Linked DNA regions of Mus musculus: region 2 is linked to region 1. The links are chromatin contacts, called in public HiChIP or PLAC-seq maps. All regions are on one chromosome and are shown on one strand. The core of a region is the stretch at or near the end of the contact, and the rest is flanking DNA. Distances in the headings are between cores, read along the strand shown.

What was found. HiChIP or PLAC-seq counts read pairs in DNA pulled down with a chosen protein or histone mark.
Region 2: a contact with region 1 is called in an HNF4G HiChIP or PLAC-seq map of pancreatic cancer cells. The contact joins the enhancer-like site here to the promoter of Pbk in region 1. A contact is called at or near these places in 1 of 39 promoter capture datasets (the HPC-7 cell line), 2 of 484 Hi-C or Micro-C datasets (the G1E-ER4 cell line and group 2 innate lymphoid cells) and 3 of 115 datasets of contacts at active chromatin or transcription factors (embryonic stem cells, extraembryonic endoderm stem cells and pancreatic cancer cells).

The regions. Positions count from the first base shown.
Region 1 is chr14:65,802,224-65,809,243 of GRCm38.p6, forward strand. Pbk (PDZ binding kinase) reads left to right here and starts at 3,688. Exons shown (of 8, transcript NM_023209.2): 1 at 3,688-3,911; 2 at 6,992-7,020. The coding sequence starts at 7,012.
Region 2 is chr14:65,850,946-65,857,965 of GRCm38.p6, forward strand. Ccdc25 (coiled-coil domain containing 25) reads left to right here. Exons shown (of 9, transcript NM_145944.5): 4 at 672-723; 5 at 3,157-3,232; 6 at 5,479-5,582; 7 at 5,749-5,951. Among named protein-coding and RNA genes, the nearest start is that of Ccdc25, 17 kb to the left of the region's middle. Within about 2 kb of position 4,581, at least 36 of the 459 cell types and tissues checked have an H3K27ac peak or open chromatin away from gene starts, as enhancers often do. A contact at or near this core is called in the G1E-ER4 cell line, extraembryonic endoderm stem cells and pancreatic cancer cells, where this site is marked.

The DNA of each region.
Region 1 (7,020 bases), core at 2,438-4,937:
CCCTTTTCCTCCCCTCTTCCCTGACTTCCCTAGCCAACCATTGCCATTTCAATAAAGATCTGCTTACCACACAGTCTTTACACCCACCATGCTCCACCTCCCCTGCTTCCTAGCATCTCTGTATCCTGAGTTGGGGACAGGGAACCTAAAGACCTCAGGACGACAGAACTTGTGACATGCCTAGGACCATGTTGAACTGACTGTTTGTAAATACAGAAGCAACACGATAAAAAAAAATCTTTTTTTTTTCCTTCTTTCCTAAAAAGTCTCACCATCCTTCTAGCCAATCAGCGGCGAGGACACAACCTCAAAGAGAATTAGAATGCAGCAACCATAAAGAATAGAGAAGGAGGGAGACGATACTCTAGAAAGGAAGAAAAGCATTAAAATTCTCAAAGGAAGTCCTGGAAAACCAGACATCCCTAAAATGGCGCGGGGATGTGACTTGATTGTTTGCGTGAAGCCTTGGGTTCTATCCCCAGCATGGCATAAATGGGGCTTCGTGGTCTCAGCACTCAGGAGGAAGAGGCCAGAAGATCCCAAGCTCAAGAGCATCTTTGGCTACATAGCAAGTTCAAGCAGGACAAGCTGGTCTGTCAGAATCACTGTCTCAGAAAACAAACAAGCAGGCAAGCAAAAGAGCTGATGCTAGAGTCTGCTAGAGCCAATGCAGAATTGGTTCTTTTGTTGAAACAGTGCAATTAGAACTTTACAAACTGCAAGAAACAGCTGATCCAGGTTAGAGCTGCTCTCTATGACAACTGACTAGCGGGTAAGGTTTTGAAATTAATGGATGCATTTCACAGGCAATAGCAATAAACTTGTGATGATCATGTGTTTCTGGGGTTAATCTCTGGGGGTTCTTTTAACAGGTCCAAGACTGGAAACAGAGCAGGATAGTTGTAACTGTCAGGCAAGGGCCTTTATTTTCACTGATTCTTTAGCCTCAGTTTATACCGTGCCAATAATTTCATCTCCCTGGAGGGTCTTTTCACAAGCAGTGGTTAATTAAGAAGCTTTTGGGGTCTGGCTTTAGGCAGAATTTTATTATCTACTAAGAAAAGAACACAGAAGGCTTGTAAAAACCTAAGACTTAATAAAAACATAGAACAGTATAGATATTTAATGAAGGTGAGGTATATAATACCACGTTTACACTCACAAAAAATTATTAAGATAGGGCTGAAGAGTTAAGAGTGTTTGCTGCTAGCCGGGTATGGTGGCACACGCCTTTAATCCCAGCACTTGGGAGGCAGAGGCAGGCAGATTTATGAGTTCGAGGCTAGCCTGGTCTACAGAGTGAGTTCCAGGACAGCCAGGGCCACACAAAACAAACAAATCACAGCAAAAGCTAAATATGTGTGTGTATCCTCACGAAATACAATCACCATCATTTAGCTTTTATCATCTCTATGATGGGGGTGGGGTGGGGGGGTGGGGGGTTGGCAGTGGTGTGGGAGAGAAGGAGAGGGCTCCAGAGCTTCTGGATTGACTGGGTGCCCTAGGCAAGAGGAGGGTCCTTTTCTTTGTCAACGAAACAGGCAAAGGAAGGTTTCAGATGCAAATGGCTTTGACTTTGATGGGTGAACAGAGGGCAGGAGTCTGTGAGTGATCTCCATTTTATCTGAATAGCTGTGTGTGACAGAGCTCCTTTCAGCCTGCAGGATGGCCTCTCCCCAGCACAGATTTCCAACAGTTACTTAATTACTATAGGGCAAGGAATAAACAACACATTTATTTTGCTTGAATGATGTCAGATAGTTCTAAATTGAGCAAAATCTCCCGCACTTAGAAAAGAAATCTCGGTGCTGGAAGTTGGCTCAGCAGCTGAGGGCACTCTGGAGGGCTCTTCCCAGCCTGATCTACATATCGGGTTCTGGGTCAGCCAGGGCTACATACTAAAAAAGAAAGAGAGAAAGAAAGAAAGAAAGAAAGAAAGAAAGAAAGAAAGAAAGAAAGGAAGGAAGGAAGAAAGAAAAGAAGGGAGGGAGGGAGAGAGAGAGAAAGAAAGAAAGAAAGAAAGAAAGGAAGGAAGGAAGGAAGAAAGAGGGAGAGAGAAAGAAAGAAAGAGGAGAGAACTTGTAAGTGAAAACATTTGAGAAACTGAATCATAGAAATAAAATAGGTATTAGTGCCAATGAGATTGTGAGACCCCGACTTAGAGCGTTTCTACCTGGAAGGTAAGGCCCCTGGACGTTCCCCAAACTTGTTTTCCCTGATCTCTAAAAATGCAGCCAGAAAGAAGCTCTTTGTTCTCTATAGCCAGCAAAACGCCTTTTTTGTTTTTGAGCCTTACAGCCAGAGATGCGATAATTGTAGGAAGACCTACAAGGACATGGAGATAGACGACGCTGGAGAGGAGGCTGCAGCTCATCACCCCCCCCCCCCCCCCCCCCCCCCCCCCCCCCCGCCAGAAAGAAAAGGAGCTGTAGCCAACTCTCCTCCCAACTCCTCCCAACTCTTCCCAACTCCTCCCAATTCCTCAGCTAGCCCCCTACTGTCACCACTCAGGGTCGAACTCCCCTGCCCTACATGGCAGAGGGACTTTGTCCTCAGCTAGCTGATAATAAAACCTCTTGCAGTTTGCATCAGGTGTGGTTTTCTCTCGGGCCACTGGGGTGCTGGCCAGCTCATCCCGGGACTTGAGCGGAGGCCCAGCTTCGGGGGTCTTACAAGATAATGTCAGTAGACAAATGAGTGTGTTAATGTATATAAACACATGAATACATACGTGTCATGCCACTGTGTGTACTTCTGTCTTCATAAAGAAGATGTCCCTATCTATCTGGCCTCAGACTGGTTGAATTTCTTTAACCGTTTGAAGAGGTCACAATGCGGCACAGAGCGTTCCTGTTGAGGAGGCCTCTTGGTGCTTCTTGTATTACATTGTATGTTTTCTTTTTTAAGGTATCACATGGTCTCTGAGCCACATAGTAGGTATGGGAATGTCTTCCTGTTCTCCTAAACTTAATTCATTTTTCTTGTAGAGAACACAGTAGATTATGTTATGCAGTGGGCACTCAAGTGCAGATACCTGACACCCAGTAGGTGCTCTGAAAATATTTGTTAAGTAGACTGTGGTAATTCCAAGAATTAACAAAACTGGGCCAGTGAGATGGCTCAATGAGGATAAGAGCTTGCTGCCAGAGCCTGGCCTTCTGATTTAGATCTCAGGAATCTAAGGAGGGAAGGAGGGAGCCAGTTTCTGCAGTTGTCCTCTGATCTTCCCATGTGGGTAGCAGAAACACACACACACACAAACACACTAACACAGCAATAATTTTTTAAGTTAGCAAAATTTCAAAATATTCTATATTTATTCTCAGCCTCAAATAATGAAAATCTACACATTTCTAATTAGTGTTTTAAGGACACATATATCTGCAATAAAACTTCCTAGTTGCATATTCTGAGCAGTGTTTGTAATTTGGGTAATTTGCCTTCAAAACAGATATATATTTTGTTTTTCCGCCAGCATCTGTCTGACACTTGCTATGTCTTTCTAGCCATCGCTCTGGAAGATTTCTTCTTTTAGGACTAAATCAAACCTGGAAACTCCAGTAAACCTGGGAGGACTGTGCGAACGCGTGAGTTTTGACCCTAGTGCCGCCCCGTAGTCTTCTGGCGGGACCTTTGAAAAAGCGTGCTTCTTACACACCGCGGCGGTTACTGCGAGTGTTGGCGGGAGGGAGCTGTTCCTGCATTTTCTGGAGCGAGTCTTCTGACTGCTTTTAGTTAGAACTCCAGTGCCCCTCGGCGGGCCGCGGCCTTTGAAAATGCGCGCGCCCTAAACGCTGCGGCGGTTACGCTGTTGGCGGGAGGGAGCTGAGCCTGCACTTTCCGGACTAGGTGTCCAGACAGCTTTGAGCCAGCCCGTCACTTTCACCTTTTTACCCGAGCGTGCGAGCGTGGTAAGGGAAAGCCTGGCCGACTCGAAGGTGGTTGGCAGACTGGGGGTCAGGGGTGGAGCATCGAGGACCTGAGGGGAGGGTCGCGGACGGGAGGGACGGGGACGAGAGGGAGGCTGCCTCCACTGGAGGACCTGGAGGAGATCTGCGGGGAAGAACAGCAAACTGAGGGTACACAGCGGCTAGGGGAGGACCCAGGGAGATAGTGGATGGAGAATAGGGGAACCCCTTGGAGCCATCGCACACCTCCAAGCCCCTGACCCTGAGCTCCTTTATCGCGGAAAGTTTGGGGGTTCAGGGAGAAAGTCACTCCCTTCCCCATGAAGGAGGAGGGGGGTGGGGGTGGGGGGAGGATTTCTCTGCTTTTAAGGTGAGGCCACAGTAGAAAAGTGGCCTGTGGTAGGGCAGTGACTCATTGGGTACAGTCTGTGCCCAGCATGCATGCAGCCCTGGGATCCATCTTCAGGACCCCAAAACCTGGAAGCAGTAGTGAGTGCCTGGGGTCCCAGTAACTAGGGAATGGAGACCAAAGAAAGGACAGGGAATATGGCTGTGGGTAGAGTTTTATACATGGGATTACTGGTATTAAAAAAAATATGTTTACATGCTTATATGAAAATTCATAGTGAAACTCGAAATCATGTAGAGTTAGCATATGCTAATAAAAAGATACTTTTGAAAAGCCAAGCAGTGCTAATATTATAAAGTTATGGGTGGGGGACGCTGGAGTCTTGATTCATTGGTTAGAGCCTGCAGGGCTTTTGCAAAGGCCCTGAGCTGGTTGCCAGCACCCATGTGGAGTGGCTCACAAACAACTACATGTCATTCCAGAGGAGGCCATCCTTCACTTCAGGCTCCTGTACTGTTGTGCATAGACCACCCACCCCTGCCACACACACATAGGTGATGGAAGGTGTATAATGAAAAGTCAAATCTTTTTTTTGTTTTGTTTTGTTTTTTCGAGATAGGGTTTCTCTGTGTAGCCCAGGCTGCCCTGGAACTCACTCTGTAGACCAGGCTGGCCTTGAACTTAGAAATTCACCTGCCTCTGACTGGAGTACTGGGATTAACGGTGTGCGCCACCACGCCCCTGGGAAAAGTCAAATCTTAAATAAGCAGTTCTCATGGTAACCAAGCATGTGACCTCAGTGCTTGGGGATTGAAGCAGGAGTATGTCGTGTTGGATGTCAGCTTGGTGTACACAGCCAGTTCAGGGTAGTCTAAGTAATGGGGAGACCCACATAAATGGGGCTTAGAAAGCCCATCAATAGATGCCCCAGCTCTGTCAGATGTGCCCTTTGAACCCCAAGCCTAAAGGTGATATGGGTTAAAGAAAGTATAGTTATTTAACAATTAATGCCTATGGAATGTATATGCAGATCTACGACAGTATAGACTAAGGCTCTATCTCAGCCAGGAAAGAAAAGTCCCATTAGACAACTGAGCTGGGCGGGACGTAGGATATTTTGGTACAAACAGGGTAAGTGGAAGAGAGGCATTTTTGAGTGTCCAGAATATGAGGGAATGCTGAAATGTTTAAGCCTAGGTATTTTTTTGTTGTTGTTGTTGTTTTGTTTTTTGTTTTTTTGAGACAGGGTTTCTCTGTGTAGCCCTGGCTGTCCTGGAACTCACTTTGTAGACCAGGCTGGCCTCGAACTCAGAAATCCACCTGCCTCTGCCTCCCAAGTCCTAGGATTAAAGGCGTGCTCCACCACTGCCCGGCTAAACCTAGGTATTTTAATCTTTGAAAAACACACTGTGCCCTTTGTATCCAGTCCTCAAGCTGTGGTGGCAAGGACAGTCTCCAGGCTGCTCTTTGCCAAGGATTTTGCACGAGACCCTTTCTCATCTAGCAGCCCAGCTTTAATCCCACTGCTGTAGATAAGCCCACAGGGTCATGTCTTCAGCTCTGTTCCAGATCTGTATTTGCCTGCCTGTTCGACCTTTCCACCAAGATGTCTAATAAAGCGTCCAAAAATGAGCTCCCAATCTCCAGAACCCTCTTTCGTTTTTTCATTTGTTTGTCGCCACAGTTAAGCCATCAGGAAATAATGGCCGTTTCTGGACAGCTCTAGACATGCGCCATCAATGGAATCTGTGTGTGGCTTTCTCTGTCTGGTTTCTTTCACCTGGCATGTTTTCCTGGCTCATTTGTGTTGTACAGTAGCAAGCTTGTTACTTTTTGCTCTGCATTCAGCATCTAGTGGGTACTTCTGTTGTCTGTCTGGACTATTAGAATAACGCTGCTTATATGCATGGGTTTCTGTTTTTGTTTTGTTTGTAGCAAGGTCTCCCTGTTGCCCAGGTCGGTCTTAGCCTCCCGAGTGCTGGTATTACAGGTGTGCATATAGGGCTGTCTTAAAGGATGATGAGACGTTTGTAACTGGTGGGAAGTATGAGAGGGAGACATAGTATTTACCTTTTGGTTTTGTCACTGGGGATTGAACTCAGGTCATGGCTTTGTGCATGCCAGGCTGACTCTACCCATGAGCTACATTCCTAGTTTCTGCTAACCTTTTAGAACTAGGTAGTATTTTTTTTTTTAAAGATGTGACAAGATATCTTCACCCCACCCCACCCCACCCCACCCCAGCCCAGCCCCATTCGCTTCGGGTAGTTTTTTTTATTGAAGTTACATATTTAAAAGTTTTTAAAATTATAGTTGTTTCTATATGTATTGTATATGTGTGTGGGTAGATGTATGCCACATAGTGTGTTTGGTGGTCAGAAGACAACTTGTGTGAGTTGGTTCTCTCTTTCTACTAAATGAGATCCAAGAATTGAAGTCAAGTTGACAGGCTTGGCAGCAAGTACCTTTACTAAGTGTCTGAGCTATGCCTCTGACCGCTATATATTGTATAGTTAAAACCACAACTCCTACTCAATGATAGTATGACCGTGAGTAAAGTCATTGTATCTCTGGGCTTCAATTTTACTTTTATAAATAAAATTGGACTATTTGCTGAGGTCATTTTTAGGTCTCAAATTGTATATTTCTGTGATAAAATGATGTTATGGGATTCTCCTCACAAATGAGAGTATTTTAGATAGTTGCAATATAACTTTGCTTGTTTTCATTATAGGACCTAACGTGATTGCTACAATGGAAGGA
Region 2 (7,020 bases), core at 3,331-5,830, 50 kb after region 1:
CATAGAGACTATGTTCATCCAGGGATGTGTGTTGATATCATCATCAGTGTGTGTGTGGCAGGGTGTGAGGTTGGAAGAATTCTTAGTCTGCTTCATCTGGTTCATTTAATGATGTAGCCTGTTTAGTGAGCTAACTTTTCTGATTCTGCACTCGATACTTGGTCTTGATTGTTCTGCCATCACTTGAAACCTGGAGGTATCAGAAACCATGTTGTCCTCTTCTCCAGACTGCAGTCCTGCAAAGCTCCCAGGTGGGCAACACAGTGGGCTTTCACTGACGTCTTCCATCCTTTCTCATCTGAAATTCTCGCCCTGTTTTCCTTCTTGGCCTGTGCTTTGGTCGGGTCAGCCAAATCTCAGCTCTTCCACAAAGCCTTTGGTCACTGATAGCTCTTCTTGTTGCTTGAAGCTGCAGTCTACCCAGGATGTTTCATAGTTATTATCTGACTCACCTTGGCTCATAGCCAGGCACAGCTACACAGCTCTCAAGTTTGTCTTGCCTCTCCAGGTTGCTGGGCAGCCTTTGGCGATGGTGACTGTCTGATACTCTCCATAGAGCTTCACGTGTGATAAGTCCCCGAGAATACTGTCTTGGAATGAGATGCTTTCAGTGCAAGTGGCTGAAGACATGGTTGTCTTGTTGTTGCTAAAAGTGGTTTCCTTCTTTGTAGGTTTCACGTGGACAAACTCTCTTCGGCCCATGTGTACCTACGATTACAAAAGGTAACTGAATGTAAGCGTGAGTTCATGACCTTCCCTTTATAGATGAACATCATATATTCTTTTTGTGTGATTAAGTTGCTTAAATAATAAATGTGTTCAAAGTCATAAAGATTAGTTAGTAAATGTCTTCCTCCTATCTAGAAATTGTTATGGAAAATTCTGGATGATTTCCCAGGTGGAAGCCCTGCCTTGTCTAGCCAGCTCGGTGCATTACCTATCCCCTCTGCTTGTGTCCCCCTCAGTTCATCTGATGCTGACGTCTATTTCTAGTGGCTGCTTCTCCGACACACTCAGTTCACCTGGCTCACGAGGGCACTTGTTCCCCTTATCAGAGTGTCTTTGGACAGTCTAAAACACGGTGGCGATGCAGGAACGAAGAGTTCATGTGCCCTGGGAACGCAGCACCACTATTTCTTTCTAACTTGCTTGTATCTGTATTTTCAATAGTTAAACTACATAGTATGTATTATGTTTTAAAAAATATGTACTTTGGACTTACAGGGTTTTAGAACGTTACAAAGGTCAAATGACTTCCCTGCTGCTGCTAGCATCTCACATTACATGGCGGGGATCTCAAACAGCAGGCCAACTAAGTTCTGGAGTTGATTTGAGCAGTTTTCCCATTAATGTCTCTACCTCCTGAGTGCTAGATTGAAAAGCATGTGCCGCCATGCCCAGTCCAAAAAAGTTTTTAATAAAGTTTTGCTGTGAAGACCTGGTCAGGAACCTGCTAAGTAGAGCAGGCTGGCCTTGAACTTGTGATCCCCCTTCGGAATGCTGGGATTACAAGCACACATGACAGTAACTTATAACATGAGATCTCTTAAATCTGAGCTGCAGCCTCTGGCAGCGTTCCTTGCCCTCAAGTTGTATGGTGGGTCGCACCTGTTGTGTGTTCAGAATGGAGGCTGCAGTGAAGTCACTGGGCAACATGGGAAGTGATGCCAGAAGGGTTTGGTTATAAATTAATTTGGGACCACTGTGAGTTTCAGAAACCCGCAGTTGCCAGGTTGTGATACTGCAGCTCAGGCTTTAAGCAGCTGAGAACCCAAGGACAGTGGTGTAACGATTTTTTGATCTTTTGCCTTGTGATTTCCATCCAAAACATTGTTACTGAAAGTTCAGCTCAAGCTGTCATTTCTATTCTGTCTGTACATCTGGGGTGCATTTACACTGTTTAACCTTGGGATACCGACAGCCACAGTAGCCCAGGTTGGTCAGATTACTTTTTAGGGTCGTGGTTTGTAAACTGGATATTATGTTGTTTTCTTGTTTGTTATTTTGATTGCCTGTAGTGAGCTGATAATAGTGGCACAGTTAGTAGGAAAGCTACTTTGTCAGGATTAGATTGTATGCAATTTTTCAGCATTATAAACCCTTATTTAGAAATGCTTATTTGTTTTGAAAGAAAGTATCACTGTTGGCCATGCTGATCCTGAACTCTTGGGTTCAAAAGCCCTTTCTACCTCAGTTTCTGAGTAGATGGGACTGTAGGCAGGCATGCACCACCACACCTGACTTTGGCTTTTTCTTTTTTTTTTTTTTGTCACTGTGGCTGGTTTGGAACTTGCTTTGTAGAACAGCCTGAAATCCTGACTCTGTAGCACATAACTGCCTACTTCCTCCTGTGTAGAAGGGACCAACTCTTCCTTTATTGAGTCATTGTGAAGGTTAGGACCTGGCACATGCTGAAGCTTTGCAGAGTGGCATCTGGCAGGCACTGTGTGCCTTCATTGTGGTTTGAATCCAACACGAAGCGTGACGATGCAGACTCTCCGGCAGTGTTCACTGCTACACGGCCATTTTGGATAGAAAAGCCATGACATTTGGGAGTGTTTTTGGCTCACTGGTGTAAAGTGACTCAAAGCAAACCTGAGTTCCTAGGCTCACTTGTGTGAGCTCGCCCATCCATTGCTGCTTTGCTGCAGCCTCCACTGGCTACTTTATCTTCCCATGGGAGCAGCACAACAGATGAAGAACACAAGAACTTCACCCGGATTTTGGCTGGGAGGTAGACGGCTGGGGAGATATTTGGGATTCAGAGCTCCAGGCCATTATCTGTTTCAAAGGAAGGTTACAGGGACCTCAGCCAGGAAGGTGTCTAGATCTCAGAATGGACACCGTGCCCCCCCCCCCCAAGCTTTCCGGAAATGAATGAGGATGGCAGAAACCACTGAGACACAACTGCAGTTAATATCTTCAACATGGTTTTTAAAATGTGTTGAGTATAGTTTTCTGCTAATGCCTTCTCCTAGTTCAGGTACCATTCTGTGGTGGGTAAATGTCCCTCATCTTTCAGTGCTCTGCAGTCCACCCGGAGAGCCCCTGCTTGTCTGTAAGCCCGTGTCCAGCCGGTAAGGCAGCACATGCCTTGCGAGTGCTCCAGTGGCCATCAGTAACCAAGAGGATTATTTGGTTTATTTTGTGTTGCAGGGAGAGAAGATAGAAGACATTCCAAAGGAGGTTTTGATGGACTGTGCCCACCTTGTGAAGGCCAATAGCATTCAAGGTCAGTTGGCCTAGCATTCCCTTTTTCTATGTTTGGATCATAGTCCATTTTAGTGAGCATGAGTCTGGGGAGAGCAGGAGGAGGAGGAGGCTTGTCAGAGAACTAGATGCTCATATCCCACACCTCTTAGTTTTACTGTCCTTTCTGTCTTGACACTTGACTTTCCCTTTCCTTGAGTAGGAAGTCATCCAGCTCTGCCTAAGACTTTTGGCAACATGGCAGTGTTGATAGCTAAGGAGATGTGTCTGCTGCCATCAGCTGTCAACAGACTGTAAAACTAGAGGGGTTTGGTTCAGTGTTTTGTTGGTTTTTTGTTTTAAATATATTTATATGTGTATGTGTTTTATTTGCATGTATGTCTCTGTGCTATGTGTATGTCTGATGCACTTTGAACCCAGAAGAAGTTGTCAGATTCCCTGGAACTGGGGTTACAGACAATTGTGAGCTACAATGTGGTTGTTAGGAAATTGAACCCAGATCCTCTAGAAGAGCATCCAGTGTTATTAACTGCTGAGCCATCTCCCCAGCCCCTTGTTTGGATATTTTGAACTGGAATCTTGATATGTAGCCCGGGCTAGCATGGAACTCACTGTGTGGCCCAGGCTGGCAACTCACAATTCTCCTATTTCAGCTTCCTGGGTCCTGGAAGTATAGGTATGTTTAACTATTTCAGGTTTAGAGCCAGAGTCTTTGTTTTTTTTTTTTTTTTTTTTTTTTTTGGTTTTTCGAGACGGGGTTTCTCTGTATAGCCCTGGCTGTCCTGGAGCTTACTTTGTAGACCAGGCTGGTTTCGAACTCAGAAATCCGCCTGCCTCTGCCTCCCGAGTGCTGGGATTAAAGGCGTGCGTCACCACGCCCGGCTTAGAGCCAGAGTCTTTAAATCACGCTTTTTCTTTTCTCCTTCTCTCCCATGCTTTTCCTTCATTTAATTTGTGAAGGTTTTGAGTCATTTGACTCTTGTCCTCCTTCCCCACTGACCTGGGTGGTCTGGGAGTGTCCTTATCTTTCAGGAGCTCTCAGTGAGTCCAGTGTGCAGTGTGAATTGGAAACAATCACCTTATGTGTTTTAGGCAGTAGCTAAAAATACTGGGCTTGGTGCCTGTGTAATTCTAGATAAGATTAAATCTAATGGAAAGGTCTAGAAGGATGGTTATGAGGATGGGGGTAGAGGTTATGAGGGTTGAGAGAGGTGTGGGTTTAAATGATTGAGCTAATAAGTTTCTAGGGGTAGGATGTAGACCTAGATAGAAAGAGAGAACTGGTTTTAAATGAAGTTGGAAGAGGCCCCAGAGCACACAGCTGATAACAGGCACTGGAGTTAATGATTACACAAGGAGAGCGAGCTTGGCAGCCTTCCTTCATGTAGACTGGTATCTTCAGTCTCAGCCCAGGCAGCCCTAGTTACAGACCCGGTGGGCAGACTACGAAGCTTAAAGTTTACCTTTAGGAGCCACCAGTTTCCAGCTCCATAGTCAGCAGGTGGTTCTGAGGGAGGACGCTTTATTTTATGAGTAGAGTAAAATCTCAGATCTTCAGTTACTGAAGTAAAAAATGAAATAAGCAAACTGTTTATTCTGTGTTCCAGCCGCTTCCACAGCCTTGTTCTTTTCCATGCCCCTGGCTTGCAGAAGACCCTTGGCTTAAAGAGCTGTAGACTCTTTATTCTTGGCTTGGTTTCTTCTTAATGTCCTTAGAGTGTATGGGTTCTAGAGAAAACAGAGGGGAAGAGTTGTGACACGGGATTATTCCCTTCTTTCCTCAGCCTTCTGCAGTGACCTGTCACACAGCAGAGAAGGAGCTAGGCCTCAGGTTCCACTCTTACTCAGTACCAGAGGACAGTGCTGAGGACCGAAGAGAATTGTGAGCTTGCAGAGGACACCCCACTGGCAGCTCTGTAGTTACCAAGTTCTCTCTGCTCAGTACCAGAGGACAGGGATTGAATTTGCTGGGTTCTGCTAAATCGGCTCATTTCGGTTCAGACTCAGAGGTTTTATTTAGGGGAAAAGGCTCCACTGACAACCAAACAAGCCTTCGTAAACATGTTGCTTTCCTCAGCGTCAGGAGCCAGGGCCCTTGCTTTTTCTACTCTAATACTTTGGCATAATGGTCAACTTCCCACTGACCTTTCATACTTTGGGACATTGGAAGTGAGCTCTTAAGCCTCGTCTGGGGTGGATGAGGTTTTGCTGTGGTGAGGGCTACACCACTCATGTTTCCTGCCTGCTGAAGACAGTCTCTCTTGGCAGGCTGCAAGATGAACAACGTTAATGTGGTTTACACGCCATGGTCTAACCTGAAGAAAACAGCTGACATGGATGTGGGGCAGATAGGCTTTCACAGGCAGAAGGATGTAAGTGTTCATATACTGTGGGAGGCAGGGCCTGACCCTAAGCTGAGTGTCCTGTGTGTCCTATGGGTGTTAAACTGGGTGGCTAAAGCCCTGGAAAGCCAAAGCCTTGCCCTCTTAGGTGAGAAAAATAATTAAGGCTAAGTACTTTCCTTTATTTCCCTCAAAGGTAAAGATTGTGACGGTAGAGAAGAAAGTGAATGAAATCTTGAACCGATTAGAAAAGACCAAACTGGAGAAGTTTCCAGACCTTGCAGCAGAGAAGGAAGGCAGAGACCGTGAAGAGAGGAATGAGAAGAAAGCCCAGATTCAGGAGATGAAAAGGAAAGAGAAAGAAGAAATGAAGAAGAAAAGGGAAATGGATGAACTTAGGTACGCTGGGGAGGAGGCCTTGCTGTTCACCTGGGTGCTCCCCACAGGTTCTGAAGATAATGCCCCAGTGGCTGGAGGCCACATACAAGTTAAGAGTATTGACTGAGTTGTTAAAGGTGGTTGTGATGATGTGGTGAATCCCCGTGTTACAGAGGTGTTGGGTGTCAGTGAGCAAAATGAAAGGTTTTACCTCACCGTAAGCACCATGGGCTGTCCTCAGATGCCAGCTTGTTCTTTTTTTTTTTTTTTTGGATTTTTCAAGACAGGGTTTCCCTGTGTAGCCCTGGCTGTCCTGGAACTCACTTTGTAGACCAGGATGGCCTTGAACTCAGAAATCCACCTGTCTCTGCCCCCCAAGTGCTGCCAGCTTGTTCTTGGGGAAAGAAGAGGTGTAGGAGTGTGTAGTCTGAGCAGCTGGGCTGCTGTTACCATGATGTGCAGCCGGGCACTCAGCTGCTTTCAAACCACTGTGCAGTCAGGTACTCACAGCTGCTTTCACGTGCTTTTTCTGCTTTTCGGAAGTTGAATGTGTTAATGTGACGAGACCTGCTTCAGTAGCCTACAGTTTTAATTAGCAGGTAAATTATATTTTGGCTCTTGACATCTTAGTGATGGTGGCCATGAGAATGCTGACTGTATCAGTTTTCTGTTGCTTCTAGAACAAATGGTCCCAAATTTAACTCCTCAAATCAACATTCAGACCTGCAAGAAGTCCTGACTAATCAAAACAAACGAGAAGTCAGCAGGGCAGTTCTTTTCTGGAGGCTCTAGAGGCGACTCTGGTTTCTAGAGACTGCCCACATTCTTCGGCTTGTTGCTTTCTCTGCTTTTAAAGAGCCATATGACTAGATCAGACACACTTGCACCATCCTGTCATCTCCCTGTCATAGAGAACTGTCACATGTGCAAAGTGTGTGTCCACAGAAGACAACATGTCTGTTGCTTCTAGAGATTTGGATGAGAAAGTCCTGGGGTAGGGGAGAGCTTTGGAAGCATCATTCCACTGCCGTGCTGAATATGTGTTGCTGCACTTGAACCGGCCCAGTTGCCCTGTTTGTGTTTGAGTGTG